Linked DNA regions of Mus musculus: region 1 is linked to region 2. Evidence: chromatin contacts called from public HiChIP or PLAC-seq data. All regions are on one chromosome and are shown on one strand. Each heading gives the region's core, a stretch centred on a gene start, on an enhancer-like site or on the middle of the called end of the contact. The rest is flanking DNA. Distances are from core to core; before and after follow the strand shown. Region 1 overlaps Gm36920 (a long non-coding RNA gene). Region 2 holds the start of 1700025G04Rik (RIKEN cDNA 1700025G04 gene).

Evidence for each region. HiChIP or PLAC-seq counts read pairs in DNA pulled down with a chosen protein or histone mark.
Region 1: an H3K4me3 HiChIP or PLAC-seq map of embryonic hindbrain shows a contact between it and region 2, with 4 times the contacts expected there. The contact joins the enhancer-like site here to the promoter of 1700025G04Rik in region 2. A contact is called at or near these places in 3 of 39 promoter capture datasets (3T3-L1-derived adipocytes, cranial neural crest and hippocampal neurons), 5 of 484 Hi-C or Micro-C datasets (the HL-1 cell line, myocytes, nephron progenitors and 2 more), 12 of 115 datasets of contacts at active chromatin or transcription factors (bone marrow-derived macrophages, differentiating embryonic stem cells, embryonic forebrain and 9 more) and 1 of 9 other capture datasets (liver).

The regions. Positions count from the first base shown.
Region 1 is chr1:152,260,281-152,263,366 of GRCm38.p6, forward strand. All of the region lies in intron 3 of Gm36920 (a long non-coding RNA gene), which reads right to left. Among named protein-coding and RNA genes, the nearest start is that of Gm36920, 28 kb to the right of the region's middle. Within about 2 kb of position 1,396, at least 10 of the 459 cell types and tissues checked have an H3K27ac peak or open chromatin away from gene starts, as enhancers often do.
Region 2 is chr1:152,088,961-152,092,385 of GRCm38.p6, forward strand. 1700025G04Rik (RIKEN cDNA 1700025G04 gene) reads right to left here and starts at 1,360. Exons shown (of 6, transcript NM_197990.3): 1 at 972-1,360.

The DNA of each region.
Region 1 (3,086 bases), core at 146-2,645, 170 kb after region 2:
TCCTTTCTTGACAATCAGAGATGTAGATAGACAGAGGCAGTGAACTCAGCACAGGACCTACTGAGTTGGTGGTCTTTTCCGTGCAGATAGCTTTTGCTATGGGACGTGCTGGGAGAGAACGCAGAGAGGCGAGGAGGCAGAGATGACAGGATACAATGTAAGTGATTATTCATGGAGAGAGAATGCAGGGCCATGGATTCCCCCAAAACAAATATGTGTGGGGAATACACACAGAAAAGAGAGAAGAGGGTGAGCAATCTGGAAAGGGCAGAGGGAAAGATCATGAAGAATAAAAAGAAGTCAGCTCAGGAGAGTGAGGAAGAGCTGGTTTGGGTTAATTTGACTGATTTTTTGTTACTGGTGTGCTTGTTTGTTTTGTGTACCCATGCTGAGCCCATTTCCCCACCTCTGACAAGTGCGACGGTGTGCATACAGTGGCCAGAGGGCAACTTGAAGGACTTGGTTCTGCTGATCTATCATGTGGTTCCCAGAGATGGAACTCAAGTCAGGTTTGGTGGCAAGTGCCTTTACCTGCTGAGCTACCGCTCTGGTTTCTGTTCATTTGTTCATTTGTTTGCTTGGTCGTTTGTTTCACAAGGTTGGCCTTGAACTCACGGAGATCTGTCTGTCTCTACCTCCCAAGTGCTGAGACTAAAGGTGTGCACCACCACTGCCTGGCTTTACCTCTGTTCTTGATGAGTACCATTTCTAACCACAAAGAAGAGGCTGCAGGAAACAGCCCATGTGGGGATGGAGAGATGGCTCAGCGGTTAAGAGCAATGACTGCTCTTCCAGAGATCCTGAATTCAGTTACCAGAAACCATGATGGCTCACAACCATCTGTCATGAAATCTGATGCCCTCTTCTGGTATGTCTGAGAGCAGCAGTGGTGTACTGACATACACAGGATAAATAGAATCTTGAGGGGGAGAGGCAGGGGAGGGAGAGGGGGAGGGGGGAAAGGGAGAGGGAGAGTGAGATAGAGAGACAGAGAGAGACAGAGAGAGACAGAGACAGAGACAGAGACAGAGAGAGAGAAAATTCACTCACATCAATGCCTGACACTAGACTTTGCCAAGAGGGAGGTTTCTGTCAGACAAGCCCTGCTTCCTTGAGATTGGCTTTGAGTTTACAGGGGAAAGCGAGATCAGGTCAGACCAGCTGACCAGACACCTCCCTCTAGCTTTTTCAGACCTTGCTACAAGCCTGTCAGGAGCCCAGGGAGTCTACCACCGGTTATGTTTTGGGGAAAAGGACAACAAATCAAAAGGAGAGCTGGCATTGTGCCTCTGGGACCCTCTGCAGAGCCCTCTGCTGTCCTCTCTAAGCTGTGCATCTCTCCAGAGGCGGGAATGGTGGGTGGCTGGTTGAGGTTGTGGATCAGTGACTGTGAGGAGCAGATGGCAACGTGGGGAGTTAATAAATCACAAGGCACTCTGGATGGACAGGCACTCTCCACCCTGGACAGTGGCTGCTCAGCTCTGCTCAAACGCAACCTCCCTTCCTGGCATAGCTCAGAGCTGTCTGTGCTCAGTGCAGCTTTAGACCCTGGTCTCTAAATTCAGTATATACAGAGGTAAGGCACATGTGTGGCAGTTCCTGTGTTAGTAGTAACCAACCAGGTGAGGATGTACAACAGAGAGACTGAGAGAAATTCAAATCAAGAGACTTGGCTTCTACTTGCCATTCTTCTGATGTCTGACTGGGGCATTGGACAAGGAGTTTGGCTTCTTGGAATAATGGTTTTCTATTTCTAAAAATGAAAGGGTTAACGATTGGATTCCTTGAATTTTTCTATTTTATTTATTCCTATTCCGTGTTTATCAATATGTGAGTCTATGTGTGTGCCTGTGTATATCTGTGTGGTGTGTCTGTCAGTCTATCTTCGTGTGTGTGTGTGTGTGTGTGTGTGTGTGTGTGTGTGTATATCTGTCTATGTTGTATGTCTGTCAGTCTATCTTTGTGTGTGTATCTGTCTATCTGTGTGGTGTGTCTGACAACCTGCCTTTGTGTGTGTATCCAAGTCTGTGTGGTATGTCTGTCAGTCTATCTTTGTATGTGTATCTGTCTGTGTTGTATGTCTGACAGTCATTCTTTGTGTGTGTCTGTGTGATATGTCTGTCAGTCTGTTGTGTGTGTGTATCTGTCTGTGTTCTGAGTCTGACAGTCTTTGTGTGTGTTGTGTGTGTCTGTGTTGTGTGCACGTCAGTCAGTCTTTGGGTGTATATACATGCATGCTCTGATGTCTTTTTTTGTGCTGTTTTATTTCTGAAAAGCACTGAAAAGCCCCTTCCATGTCTATAGATAAAAAAAAAATCACTTAACTTGTTTAAAAAAGAAAATAAAAAATATATGCATACGCAATCATTACTTTGGAAACAGTACAGAAATTGCAGGCAGGAGTCTACCACACAATACTTTTGGTGCCTTTAAAGAAAGATCTATTTATGATTTAAAATGCAGATACAGGGACAAAGAGACAGTTCAATGATGACACACATGCTGCTCTTGCTGAGGACACAAGTTGGCTCCCAGAACCCACAATGGTGTCTCACAAACTCACATAATTCCAACTCTGGGCATCTGATACCTCTTTTGGACTCCAAGGTCATCTGCAGACACATACAGATTACACACACACTCACACATACATATACACACTCATACACATGTACACACATGCAATGAATGACACATATACACACACACATACACACACACTCAAACACATACACATATGCGTACTCATAGACATGCACTCACACAATCTCTCTCACACACACACACACACACACTTGTTGTTTTATAAAACAACAATTGCTGCTGTTTGGTTTTACCAAAAAACAACAACAACAGCAACAACAACAACAACAACAACAACAACAACAACAAAACACTCAGGAGCCAGATGCTGGTGTGAAAGCCTGCTAGCCAAGAAAGGCAGAGAGCAGCACTTAGCTGACCTGCTTACTCCGCTGATGTCTCAGAGGGAAAAAACCTGCCTCTTCTCTACTTGGGCTTAAATACCCTTCAGCTCAGAGACCCTCCTTTCTCTTTCCTGGGGTTTCTATGCTCACTCCCTGTCA
Region 2 (3,425 bases), core at 110-2,609:
GCTTCCGACTGGAAACAAATCACTTCCCTCTCAAACTGTGCTTGCTCCCTCAAGATTACTGCGTGTTTGGGTGTGTATATTTTTATCTTGGGCCAAGCAACTCCACAGGCAAAGATAGGCACCCCCCAAATGTTATCAACATGCCTGAGCCATTCAGAGCCTTCGCAAGAGGAATGAATGGGCGATGAAAGCTCTTCGGCCTAAGGACTTCTCCCACACACACATGACAGAGGGGTATAAAAAATATCTCTCTCTGGAGGGAGGGGGCAGGGCGGATGATAGGGAAGGACATTAAGCAGCAAAGGCAGCCCAGCCGCCGCGGCACTTCTCGAACTGCCTGCAGAGGTGGAAAGGAATCTGCTCATGTAATACAACCAAGCACCCTCCGGCTGCCGCGCAAGGGCACGAATAATAAATACACCCAGGAAGACAAGCAGATGTACAGAAAACAAGCCACCCCAAAAAGGTCAAAACTTCAGAAATCTCGGGGATCATATCCCCCACACAAACGCATCCATCAGTGGGAACGAGGGAAGGGACTTGGAGACTTAGCCAAAGATTCTAAATTTGGGTGTCTTTTTTTTTCCTTCCCAGCTCCTGCTTGCAAAGTAACAGTGGCTACAGGCAAAGCTAGAGAAGAGCAGGAAGGCTGAGGGCGGCGCGGGGTGCGGGTGGGAAGGGAGGGGTGTCTCACACCAGCCACCCAGGCCTCGATGTGACGAAAGTCGTCAGCAGCCCTAACCGCATCCCAACCCCTCCACCCTGCAAGCAGACGCCCCCCTCCAACTCCCCCAGCCTGGCTCCGGTCCCTTGCAGCGAGCAGCCCCAGCAGCCCCGCAGCGGCAGCCCCAGCCAGAGAAGAGCGCCGGCAGCACCGGGATCGCGGCTCCCATCCCTTCGGCAGACACCCCGCAGGCCTCCCTCCTCGCCCACCCGGGATGCCCAGCGCGCCGGAGGTGGCCCCCGCTTACCTTGGGCGCTCGCGGGGGGGGGCTGAAGGTGGCAAGCCCCCCGCCCCCCGCCCCTGGCCTCCTCGCCTCTTCTCTTCCTCCCTCCTCCACGTCCTCCTCTTCCTCCTCCCTACAGTGTGGCCGGGGCTCCCCCTCCTCCCCGCCGCCTGGAGTAAAAGCCGAAAACCCCGGAGCCGGGCCCGCGTGCGTGCGTGCGGGAAGGCGGCGCGCGGCCAGCTCTCTCCAGTCACTGAGCGCGGCGCGCGGCTCGCGGCAACTAAAGTGTGAAAGAAGCGGTGGCCGCGGCGGCCGCGCCACGGAACGGCCCCCCGGGAGTGGGCAGGGAGCGAGCGGGAGCTGGCAGACTCGGAGCGAGGAGGGAGGGGACCTCCGCGCCCAGGCGCTCACTCGAGGGGCGGGGGCAGCCAGACACTCCCCCGCCGCCCGTCCCCTCCCCTGCCCGGCTCCCGCGCGCGGCCCGCTCTCCTCCCCCGGGGCGGGGCCTGCGGAGGCCGCCGGGCGCGGCGCTCGGGGAAGAGGGGCTGGGCAGCCAGGGCTGCGGGGAGGGAGAAGGGTGGGCTCGCTTGTGTCTGTCTGTCGGCCTGTGTGTGCGTGCGTGCGTGCGTGTGTGTGCTGTAGGGAAAAGAGGAGCGAGCTTAGTGTGTGCATGCACACGCGTGCTGCAGGGAGGGCGAGTTGTGTGTGTGCGTGTGTGTGTGTGTGTGTGTGTGTGTGTGTGGTGTGTGCTCTGCAGGAAGGGCGGACTGTGGGTCTGTGTGGCGGGTGTGTGTGGTGTGTGTGTGTGTGATTTCGCGCGCACCCGTGCAAACTGGAGGACAGACCCAGATAGGAAGGCTGTATCCTGCCTGGCCTTCCAGGGACCTGTCACTTGGTTGATGGTGTGGGTGCCGACAGAGGCTTCACTAGGATTGAGGCAGGAACCGGGAGAGGAGAAGTCTGTCAGGCAGATCGACAGCTCTGGGACGCACAGAGGGGTTGTGGCTGCTTGGAGCTAACTCGGGAAGGCTGCACAGCCTCGCCCTACCCCTCCCTGGCCGCCGGGAAGAGCCAGCCGCAGCCAAGGCCGGGAGACCCACCTCTGAGCGTCTCCACCTTGTCTCCCAGCTGCAGCGCCTGCAAGATGAAAGAAGGAAGACGCTTCTGCGACTTAGAAAAAGCTGAAACCTGCCGAGGAAAGATGCGGATGCCCTGCTCTGCTTTCCCCACCCTCCCAAGCCTCTGTGGACAGAAGGGGCGAGGCCGCGCCAGCTGAGAGATTGATAAAGGACCTAAAAAGATCGTCCCTGGCCAGAGGGCCAGTTCTTTGTGGACCCCCACAGGGCAACCAGTTTCCTTCACTTTAGGAAGGCATATTTTTTTCCTCATCCCAGGCATACTGGGCCTTTCGTGTGCACACTGAATTGATCTTTCTACACTGATAGCCTTTGCGGCTCTTTTGTGCCTCTTCTGCGCGCTTCACTGCTCCTTCATTGCCTTAGACTCCTGAGGAATGCCAGGCCCCCAGAGCGAGGACACCCATGGAAACAATGGTGGTAAAAGATCCTCCCCAGACCTCACCGATTACACACACACACAGCAGAATCACTTCCCACATTCAGCCAGGATGAAGTTGGAAGACAGAAAAAGACACAGCTGTGACAGTAATATGACACTTAATTGAAAAGCAAATTCATAAGTTGGCTTAATGAAATAAGCTAAAAACCCACCCATTAAGTGTCTGGAAAGTTGGCCTCTTCATTTTTAAATTCAATTCTTTTTGTTGCTGTTGTTGGTTTTTGTTTTGTTTTGTTTGTTTTCGAGACAGGGTTTCTCTGTATAACCCTGGCTGTCCTGGAACTCACTCTGGAGACCAGGTTGGCCTCAAACTCAGAAATCCCCCTGCCTCTGCCTCCCAGTCCTGGGATTAAAGGCGTGCACCACCACCCCAGGTCTTAAATTCTTTTCCCTCTCTTTTTCAACATCAAAGGCTAATATTACATTGTTCGTGAAACTCAACTGGATTGCCTTTTTCTTTTATAACGTACCTATATTTTAGTTTATTTTTCTTTCTGTAATCTGTATTTGTCGCCTAGCCCCTCGAAAGGAAGAGGTTAAGAAGGGAAAGTGCTTGTAGAAGTTTTAGTCAGTTTTTCATTCTATGAAGTGGAATTCATAATCTCTTCCTTGTAAGCTTGCTAGGAAAGCAAGAAGAACACAAACAGGTGGCACTTCATGGCTAGCATAAGTAAATAAACAAGAGTGGTCACTTTCAATATATGTTAACCTCAAATTTAGCATGCGTTTTCCCCTTTGTAACATTTTTTTTTCTTGAAGAAGGGTGGGAATTGCTGTTGAGTTTATTGAAAAGTAGTCAACCATTCTCTGGGAGTGTTTAGGGCATGTCCCCAAAGTTTCACTGGTGATAAAATGAAAATGAACAATATCCAATGTGCAGGTGAATGTGTGTGTCATAGG